Regions from separate parts of the Gossypium hirsutum genome. Here region 1 is linked to region 2. The links are chromatin contacts, called in public Hi-C maps. All regions are on one chromosome and are shown on one strand. Each heading gives the region's core, a stretch centred on a gene start, on an enhancer-like site or on the middle of the called end of the contact. The rest is flanking DNA. Distances are from core to core; before and after follow the strand shown.

The links. Hi-C and Micro-C count contacts between places; a contact is called where the count stands out from the background.
Region 1: a Hi-C map of leaf shows a contact between it and region 2, with 2.3 times the contacts expected there. The contact joins the promoter of LOC107932387 here to the promoter of LOC107922424 in region 2. A contact is called at or near these places in 2 of 34 Hi-C or Micro-C datasets (both in leaf).

The regions. Positions count from the first base shown.
Region 1 is chrA13:10,831,999-10,837,203 of Gossypium_hirsutum_v2.1, reverse strand. It overlaps LOC107932387 (dihydrolipoyllysine-residue acetyltransferase component 4 of pyruvate dehydrogenase complex, chloroplastic), which reads right to left and starts at 3,707. Exons shown (of 6, transcript XM_016864359.2): 1 at 2,429-3,707; 2 at 2,139-2,330; 3 at 1,901-1,988; 4 at 1,726-1,796; 5 at 1,556-1,639. The coding sequence starts at 3,505.
Region 2 is chrA13:10,349,255-10,354,374 of Gossypium_hirsutum_v2.1, reverse strand. It overlaps LOC107922424 (lysine histidine transporter-like 6), which reads right to left and starts at 1,680. Exons shown (of 7, transcript XM_041084866.1): 1 at 1,449-1,680; 2 at 1,228-1,367; 3 at 830-1,131; 4 at 248-724; 5 at 45-136. The coding sequence starts at 1,544. It also overlaps the pseudogene LOC107932391.

The DNA.
Region 1 (5,205 bases), core at 2,458-4,957, 480 kb before region 2:
AAAAAACCTACAAATGCCCCTTAAAGAAGATGATATTTAAAAGAGAGCATGTCAATAGAATGAGAGGCTTATTAGGACACTGGCATAAACAAGAAACAAAGACCTCAGTGGTGTTGACCTACCTAAGGAAATTATCCCGAGTTAGGCATAGTAGCACAATATGACCAAATATAGGCGATAGCTAAACCAACCTTACTGCATTAAGGTTTTGTTTGTTGTAACAGCTCTAACACTTTTTGTCCTTTGTAGAACAGTGTCTTGGAAATATCTTAGCTATCTGGAAGTTTACCTAGCCATTGACTCAGCTAACATAAAATGAACCAGCTTCTGCCAATAGAAGCTAATCAAGGTAGGTTCCTCCACACAATTAACAACCAATATACCACGTATACTTACTGAGGATCCAAATGAGCTTTTTGGAAAAATCAAACATATCCTCACAACTATCCTCCTTATTTCACATGATGGCAGTCGCAATGACCGACAAATGTTAGGTAGTAAATAGGATTAAATACCCCAAGAGTACCACCCATAACTAAAGAATACATCTTAGAGGCCAGAAGAAATGAAGCAAAAGCAGTTCCAACAATAGCAGAGAGCAGAATGGGAAGCCTGAGTTGTGGAAAAGAGGATGAGGGTCAGTGATAAAAGTCTTCTGCAGCCAAAAGCAGGCTGCAAGAAAATGTGATACACATTTGAAAAGGATGACCATTGTTTATATGCACCATGGGAAATACGGAAAAGTTCTTCCTCTATCCAAGAAATGCATTTGTAATGTAATTGACTATTGCTCCTTGTATATCCGAATTCAGAATGAAATGGATAGTGTAAGTCCTTGTCATCACTAAATTATTTCAAGCTTATTTGTCAGTCAAGATTTTTACTCGTAAATGGAACAGGGTACACAAACAGCCAAGTTACACAAACAACTTAAGCACATGAGTGTGTGGGCGAGAAACCAACCAACCATGATCAAGTACATAATGTGGACAGGATGTCTAAAGCTAGCCATTGTTGGAGGGAATCTTTTCCTCCCAAAAGCAATTCCCTTTAAATATAGCTCATGAAATATAACAGGTGAACTCCTCAACACGGCATGATGGTTGCTCAGAAAAAGTAGAGTACTTGTGCCCTATGTGCTTGGACTCAGGTATGAGTGTTAGATACAAGTATGTACTCGACACAAGTAAGGTTAGTCTTTTCTAAGTTTTTCCATGTATTTGGGGGATTATTGGAGTTCGTCTATATTCATGTGCCAGACACAGGTACTTGAAAAATAGTGAAGAGTTCGAGTAACATAGCTTGTACCTAAATTGTACTTTTTTTAGATAGCCTCAGATCCCGGCATCTTTTTACTGTTATATTAGTAAAAATCATAAATGTAGTCTGCTTTCAGTCACTACATGATACCTTAAAGCATTAACAATAAATGAGTATATTGGTTCATGATAGATTTGTAATAATTTATCCTATCTCATAAATTTTCTATAAAGTTCGAACGAAAGCTTTATCTACAAGGGATTGTAATTGGCTCCATAATTGAAACGGGACTCACCAGCATTTTGTTTTTCACGCTGAAGAATCCCTCAGCATCAGCTACAACAGTTGGCTTTGATGCTCCAACAGCCATGATAGCTCCCTGGTCATCATTCCAAAAAATAACTAAAAAACATAGAGAGATGTAATCAAACAGAGGAAATAGAAGGTCCATCCATAACCACTCACCTGGCCTGGGGGAAGAATGGCATCAAACCTGTCCACTCCAAACATGCCCAGATTGGACAGAGTGAATGTCCCTGCAAGCAATTTAATCATTATTTACTCTCTAAATTCTAGACACAAAAATATCAACCAACTACTCAAAGTGGAACCAGAAGTAAAATCGCTAAGCAGTACAAACCCGAATTATACTCTTGAGGCTGAAGCTGCTTTGCCCGGGCTTTCTCCACCAATTCTTTCCATTTTTGAGACAGTAGATACAAATCCAACTATATCGAAACAATTCCTTTAATTCAAGCTCTTAGAAGCTATAAGAAACTATAGAAAAACTATATACAACTACAGCATATTATTAATAACAAACAACTCTTATATTTTATTCCAATTATCAAAAATCAATATAGTATAGGATCACTAACCTTATCTGCATCTTGAAGAACAGGGGTAATCAAGCCACCATTGATAGCAACAGCTACTGCAATGTTGATGTTACTATTGTAAGTAAAACTCTTGCCATCTTTACAGCTTGAATTCACAACAGGGTGCTGCGCAAGTGCCATTGCGGCAGCTTTGGCTAACAAAGCAGTCATTGTCACACCCTTTGGTTTCACCTATAAATCAAAATACCAAGTGATGAATTAAAACCAATTTGCGAATCCAAAACAAAAATAATCCAACTTATGAAATCAAAAAATCCAACTCAACTTACCTTCTCATACAAGGCATCAAGCGCGTCCGTAGTCACAGGATACCCCACTCGAAATGTGGGCACTGAAAGGCTCTCCACCATATTTTTCGAAACGGCGGACTGCATTGTCGTAAACGGCACTACTGTAGATCCTGGAACTGGAGGAGGAAGGCTAGAAGGGGCGGCAGAAGCAGCTGGAGCTTTCGCTGGTGCTGCATGCTTCGTTTCCACAACCACTGCAAGCCCCACATTTTTCTTCGAAGGTGAAAGACCGGCGGCGGCCTCAATGTCCTCTGGCGTAATCCTCCCATACGGACCTGTTCCAACCACAGACTCAATGTCCACCTTGTGCTGCTTCGCTAACTTCTTTGCATATGGTGTGGCAACAGTCTTCGTCGGCCCCTCCGCAACTGTTGGAGCCGCGGGAGCAGGCGTCGATTTGGGAGGAGCTGGAGTTGAGGCAGCAGCTGGAGTTGGAGCAGGAGGTGGAGCAGATGGGGTTGAAGCACCTGATTTTGAGGCAGCTTTGGCTTTAGCCTCAGCAATTTCATCTTCAGTCTCAGCGAGAACACCAATGGCAGCACCAACAAGAGCAGTTTCGCCTTCCCCAACAACTATAGCAGCGAGAATGCCGTCATAGAAAGTCTCGACATCCATGTCAGCCTTGTCGGATTCGACAACGACGACGCTTTCACCTTTGGAGAGTACATCACCTTCGGATTTAACCCAAGAGACGATCTTGCCCTCGGTCATGGTAGAACTGAGGGCAGGCATGAAGATCTCCCTGATCTTGGAACGGACGGTCAGGATTCGTCTTGGGGTTGACTTGGAACGAATTGCAGAGAAAGGAATTGAAGGGGCAAGACGAGGAAGAGAAGAAGAAGAAGAAAGGGAAGAAGAGAAGGAGATGATAGTGTTGGAGAGAAAGGGAGAAGCCATTTCCTTGTGTTTTTGGCTTTGAGGAGAGGAATTGGAGAGAAAGCGAAAGAAATGAAATAAATTAAGGAGCGAATGGAGAGAGTAGAGAATGGAGGGAATATAAGAGAGGGAGCGGCGGAGAAGACGAGGAAATACTGCACTACCCAACTGTGTTTGCATCGCCGGTTACTAATTACTATTGGATGTTTTAGATTTTCGTTTTCACGCTTTCGTCTGTCAATTTTTCGTTTCTTTTCTTTTTGGAACATAAACTTTTACTTCTTTTCAATTCCATCCTTATTTTACAAATCTAATTTACTGATCCATTCCTATTTCCCAACTAAATTCTACTAAACGACCTTTTCCTGCCTCAAAAGGGAAAAGAAACGACTTCTTTTTCTTACCAAACCTTTAACTACAATGGGAAAATTCCGGCTTTGCGCTTACAACATATGTCATTGGTGGCTTTAAATCCAATTTTCCTTGCCTCAGAGGGCAAGGCGGTTGAGCAGTGCTTAAAAAAAATAATTCTGACTCTAAAAGTATTTTTAGAAAAAAAGTTACGCTAAATAAGTTGTTTTTTACTGAAATTTTTAGTTTTTCAAAACTACTTCTGATAATAAGAAGAAGCTAAAATTTTTAATTTTTCCTCTCCCAAAAGCACTTTTGATTATTTTTTTATGCTTAATTACAAATGTATTAAAATCATTAATTAAAAATAAAAAATATTTTTTAAAATACTAATTACAAATATTTAATGGTTATATTTAAATATTTAAAATATAGTTTATATATTCTAATTAAATTTTATAAATAATTAATATTTATTGCTTAAAAATATTTAAAATTTATATTTCATATATTAAAATACTAACAACAAGTTATAATAATTTTTTATATTCTTACTAAAATATAATAATATTAACTAATTTAAATATTATTTAAATGCATATTTATTACTTGATAATAACATGTCTAAAATGGATATTTTATTTGTTAAAGCACTCTAATTTTAAATTAAACTTTTCAAAAGCACTTCACAAAAACACTTTTCCACGGTATTTTTTAAAAGCATTGCTAAACTAACCCAAGTCGTACACAATATTAAATTATGTCACACTAAATATGTAAGTGAAAACATTCTTATACTAAATTCATTAAAAATTGTAATTTTTGTTGAAATGTTAAAATTAAGTTACTGAAAAGCACGAAGACCTAAGTTCAAAATCTATTATTCTTATTATGTATGTTTATTTATTAAGATTTATCAACATACAAAAAGATATTAATTCCCTCAACATAATATTTCTTACTTTGTAAAGGAACGAAACTTTTGGTAATTTCCTAACTAAGTTGGGATCCGGTTGATAGGTGACACCACCTCTGGCAACCCTTTACTATCTAGCATTGATAGATAGCTAAATTGTATATATTATGAATAAGGGGAGAGATTCACTTACACCCGTGTAAAATTATATTAGTTTTACATATTTACACATCTCTTTGTACGATTAATATTTTAACAATCCAACCGTCACATTTTATATTTCATTCATATGGATCATGTATGTCAAATTTGATATAAATTAAAATTTTCTTACTATTTATTTTATATATAAAAAAACTTTCAACAATTCAAAAATATTAATATATATAATGTTTTAGGTCAATGTGATAGAGACATCGAATCTGTTCAAAAATTTACATATATGACATGAAAAATTATATCAATAAATCCAACAGTTAGATTGTTAAAATATTAATCATACAAAGAGATACGAAAAGATTTTAATTTTACACTAGTGTAAGTGGATCCATCCCTATATGAATAAATTAATTTGAGTTTAATATAATATATATTTGAAAAACATATAAAAAAA
Region 2 (5,120 bases), core at 431-2,930:
ATCAGTTATATATGTTTATATGTGTGTGTGTGTGTGTTGCTTACAAAATATGAAGTGGGAGCAAAGCCAAATCCACCAAAGAAACCCAGAAGATCTCCAAAGAAAGGGAAAGTGACTCCTATGAACAGGGTAAATGCTGCAAACATCCAATATCCATTGTTCTTATAATTAACTAAAATATCTAACTCATTTTATAACTTACGGACGGTCGTGTAAGTAAAGTTGGTTCAAATAGAGGAAACCTCACCTACATAAGTAGATCGAGTTATGAGCCTGAGAGCAATCCCTGGTGGGAAGTTGAGCCTTTTGATCATCATGTTCTCCAGCAGGTCAAACACAGGCATAGCATAAACCTGGTAGCTTCCAATGACATGAACAACCACCATCAAGTTAGCACAGGCTATGAGCCATGCAGGTTTCTTGAGTGCCATAAGTACATTATCATCGACATCTTGACCGAATGCCCAGTATCCTATCATGGCTACTGGAAAGTAGCATATGGCATTTATGAAATAGGCTCCGAGTGCACCTTTCCACATCGGTATTTTCGAAGGCCTTTCTGGGGTTGATGGAATTGTGGCCTGAATTTCAAGGGCAACTGCATGACCAGCAAATGCAAATGAAATTTGGCCTAGTGCATTGAACACTCGAAACATGAAGTCAGTCGGACTTGTGCTCTTATAATCATAGCTCACACCATCGATCTGACCGTGACTCAAGGAACCTGCCCAGGCTATGGTTGAATAACTCAGAGACATAACTGCTGCAGCTAATGAAACAGCAGCAACTGAATTGAAATTGGGAAGCTGAGACAGGAAGAAATGGGTACCACCAAAAATCAAGATCCAGTAGGACTGCCTGAGCTGTGTGCAGCTGGTGCAGGCAATCTCCATGAACTTTTTGAGGCATTTCCCTCCTGTAACCATGTACACAATGTCACATCCAACTTGAACAATCAGCTGCTGAGGCAACACTACCCATCCTCCGAGTTTCGGTCCAAAAGCATATCGCCCGAGGTCAATGTATCGATCGAATCGAGTTCCAGGGACACACTCATGCAGTTGTATCATCTGCCACATTGTATTCAAGGTCATGCACCATGATAATACCAGAACCATTGTTCCTGGACCCCTAAGATCAGAAAACAGAAGGTTAGTAAAAAATTTCCCAACTTGTCTCAACTAAGCCTTTTTGTTGAATTGAGTTTTAAGTTCCAGCATTGCATACCATCCTAGATAGGCCATGGCATAGGGCAAGCTGAGGACACCTGCACCTATCATGGCCGTGACAGTGTGAAAAGTGGAGTACCACCATTTGGCTCTGCGAGTAGGATCACCTTCTGCCCATTTCCTGATGGATTGAACTTCCTGTTAGAATCAAAATGGAAAAGTAGTCAATTAGTGTTGGCCATTGGCCAGGTAATACAAGCTAACTCATCATGTTCTCACCTTTGGAGGAGATGTTGAAACCATTCTTTGCAAAAAGTATTGAATTGGAAGATTGAGATATCTCCTGAATGTAAGGAGTTGGGTTATCGTCACCATGTGTTTAAGTAGAGGACTTGGGACTTGTTAGTGGTACATGATTTACTTTGCTTCATGGAATAAAGTTAAGAAAATGACATCCCATTTACTTTGGTTAGCTCTTTTTCTCTTTTTGTGATATTTCTTCTGCCATTTCCCTCAAAACCTTTTATCCCAACTTGTTAAAACAGCATCTTAATCTTATAACAAAGTAACGCAATTGTTTATTTAACCCTTTTCCTTTTCTGAAACGAATATCTTTTTCCATCTCTCAAGACCCTCTCCTACACGCCCTTAAAAGCCCCTAATAAAATTGAAGGAAAAACCGATGCATACAATTTATGTGTATTTAGCACTCTCCAAAAATAATTAATTAGTTGGGAAAATATGAATGGGAAACTAACAGGATCCTTGGTTTTACTGGAGTCACAATTTATCAAATGATTACAATAGAATGATATGATTCATCTGCAAGTTCCACAGTCATATAGTACCAAATAAATTCTATTTTGATAATAAGCAAGTGGCTCTAGCATTTTTGTTATTGGAAAGAAATTTTCAAACTCTGATTCTTAATTTCTTTTGTTCTCAAAAGTATGTATATTTTGATATAATATGTGATGTTGGAGGTTGGAAGCGGTTCATATAGTGTGTAGAGAGTTGCTAGCAATGGTTCCGGAGAGTTTGGAAGAAAATGGAAGGTTCTGATAAGATTTTGACACAATATTAGTATGTAAAGTAGATTATTAAAGACTTATGAGGATGTGGATCCTTGAACACATGTCCAACTACTTGGGGTTGGTGATAGTGTCATAGATATGATAAAATGTAATTTCACCGTATCGTGGAGAGTTGATAATAAAATTATGATGGAGGTAATAAAAAGTTTGGTTTGCGTAGTAAGCATATAATAAATTACATCAGATGGGGAGTTTTTTTTATCCGATCAAAGTGGTTAACTTAACAAGGTATCTCATAACAAAAACAAATAAAGTTAGAGACCCAAGGAATGAGAAGTGGAATGAGAAGTGACAGCTTTGGACTTATGGCGACAGAGACTGAATTATTCTACTCCACCATGATGCAAGTTAAGGAATAAAAGGACTTTTTAATGGCTGGCAAGTAGCAACACGAAGCCCTACTAGAAACTTCCTATACTTTAGCAAAAGGACATCGTTGGCTTTTCTGCATTTTTTACGAGCTTTTGGACCCTAAGCCAATGACGGGAAGTTTTATTGGTTGGTGCTTTGGATCAATCCCAAAATCATTATACTTTCTTTCTATGTAGCTTTATGGTAGAAATTAAGGCCATAGGTTCTGAAATAATGATTAAAGCAAGGAGGCTGCTTGTTTATGGGAAAGTTTGGTACGGGTCACTGTCTTTATTTTGAGGTGTCCCCACTCCCCCCCCCCCTCTGCCATTGGAGGCCGGAAGCTGAATGCAAACAAAATTTCAATGATAACATAAATATTTTCACTAATCTTTCATTCAACATTGTCGTCATTTTGACATCATAGTGATCCAAATGAATCTAGACTAGATCTTTTCTAATGGTTCAATCTACAGGGAAGTTGCTTTTTCTTCATATAGGCTGGTCTGATCCCTTGCAGTAACTTTCCAACAATTTTGTATTGTATGTGTAGTTTAAGCTTTCTGGCTTCTTATTCAGTGTCTACCTCAGTGGACATTGACCTTTTGTTTTTTCCCACCTTGTGTGGAGGGGGCTTTTAAACTTTAAACATTAATATAGAGAGACAAAAGGTATGCTGTTTCAATTCTGTTCTCTTCTCAGAGGATGGGATAAAGCTTTCAGTGATGTGCTGTAGTGATTAAAAATTCTTGAATGCTATGGTTTTTTTACCACTTTTATGTTCAAGGTGTGCCAAGAGTAAACATCAATCAGTCTTAGAGACTTGAGCATGGATTGATGCTAAGCATTTCTACTATAATCCATGAAAGTTGGTATTCCAAAATCCATAATCAAAACAACTTATGGCTTAGTTACTGCATGACATTCGAAATCGGATCCTATACAAAATGAATTAATGTAGCCTAGCCTTATATTATTAACTAGTTCACACAGGTTTGCATGATAAGATGAAGAGGAATTAACTTTTATATCGAAATTCCGTACCAGCTAATCTCTTTGAAATACAAGCAATGAAATTCATCAGCAAAACCCTTGCTTCCTCCCACCTCATTAGTTACTCTAGACACATGAATGATGGCACATTATGAATGTACCATGTTAGACGTTATCATCAGTACATAAAAAAATTACTTCATCCCAGATGATACTACATGACTTTCTCCTCATGCTTAGCCACTAAAGTCACTGATAAAGACTAGTTATTTCTAATTAGGCCAGTAGATTCCAAGGTTTTGCTGATTTAACTCATAAATCCCCCTCCTGGCATATTAGGTGGGGCCTGTGATGAAACTTGCCCCTGAGAAACTAATTGTGATCATCCTGGACCTTGAACGTAAGCAGGACCCATTCCTGAACCAACCATTTGTTGTTGCTGAGAAAGTTGCTGTTGCTGCATCTGAGGGTGTTGCGACTGTTGCTGCTGCTGCTGCTGCTGCTTCTGTTGTTGTTGTTGCTGCTGCAGCTGGGAAAGCTGCTGCTGTTGCAGCTGTGGTAGCTGCTGCTGCTGTTGTTGTTGTTGTAGCTGAGGGAGTTGTTGCTGCTGCAAGTGCGGAAGCTGCTGTTGTTGCAGCTGTGGATTCTGCTGCTGTTGCTGCTGCTGTAACTGGGGCTGCATCTGCTGCTGCTGCAATTGCAGCTGTTGTTGGCTGGACATTTGTGGTTTAAAGACAACCATATCCTGACTCCATAAAGGGCTTAGTTCAAATAAATCTAAAGCAATAAGATAATGAAAGAACAAAATTAAGAGTCCATGTCATTGCTGATTTCACTATTTTCTTTTCAATTTTGGAGCAAAAAGCAAGAAATATTTTTGGATGAGTGGAATTGTTCCCTTTTTTTTGGAAAACTAAAAAGTACTACTTTCATATAAAATAGATATGTTACGACCAGTATAGCATTTCAGTGATTACATGTTAATCAAATTTCATTTTGCATTGTAAGCAAAAGCAAGAAGTAAATGGAGGCTACAGAAAATTCATATAAAGCTACAGGCTACTCATCTAGTTTGCAGCTTTTACCATTTCGTTTAATTTTTTTGGTTTGTCTAGAGAGGGGTGGAGGCCCGGTGGCGTGTTGGAACTGTGTAGCTGGGAATAAGTACAGGTTATTGTTATTCAGATTAGAAAAGGCACCAGAATATAACAATAATAATCCACACATGACAAACTAAAGCTTGGACTCAAAGTTAAAACATTCTCACCCCAGGGAAAAGCATTCCTATCAAGCGGCAGGCTTTGTCAGAAACTGAAAGCAGCAATGTCTGTTGTGGCAACTGAATTACAGCACACTGCAGGAATGAGAAGTGGGAAATTAGGTCAGAATAATCCGCAATTTCAAATTAAAAATGATTGATAGGATAATTTAGAGAAATTCAAAGCTTGACATGACTCCTAGAAACACTCCAGGAGATACAGATACAATTACAAAGTCTCAAGCTTCAGCTGTA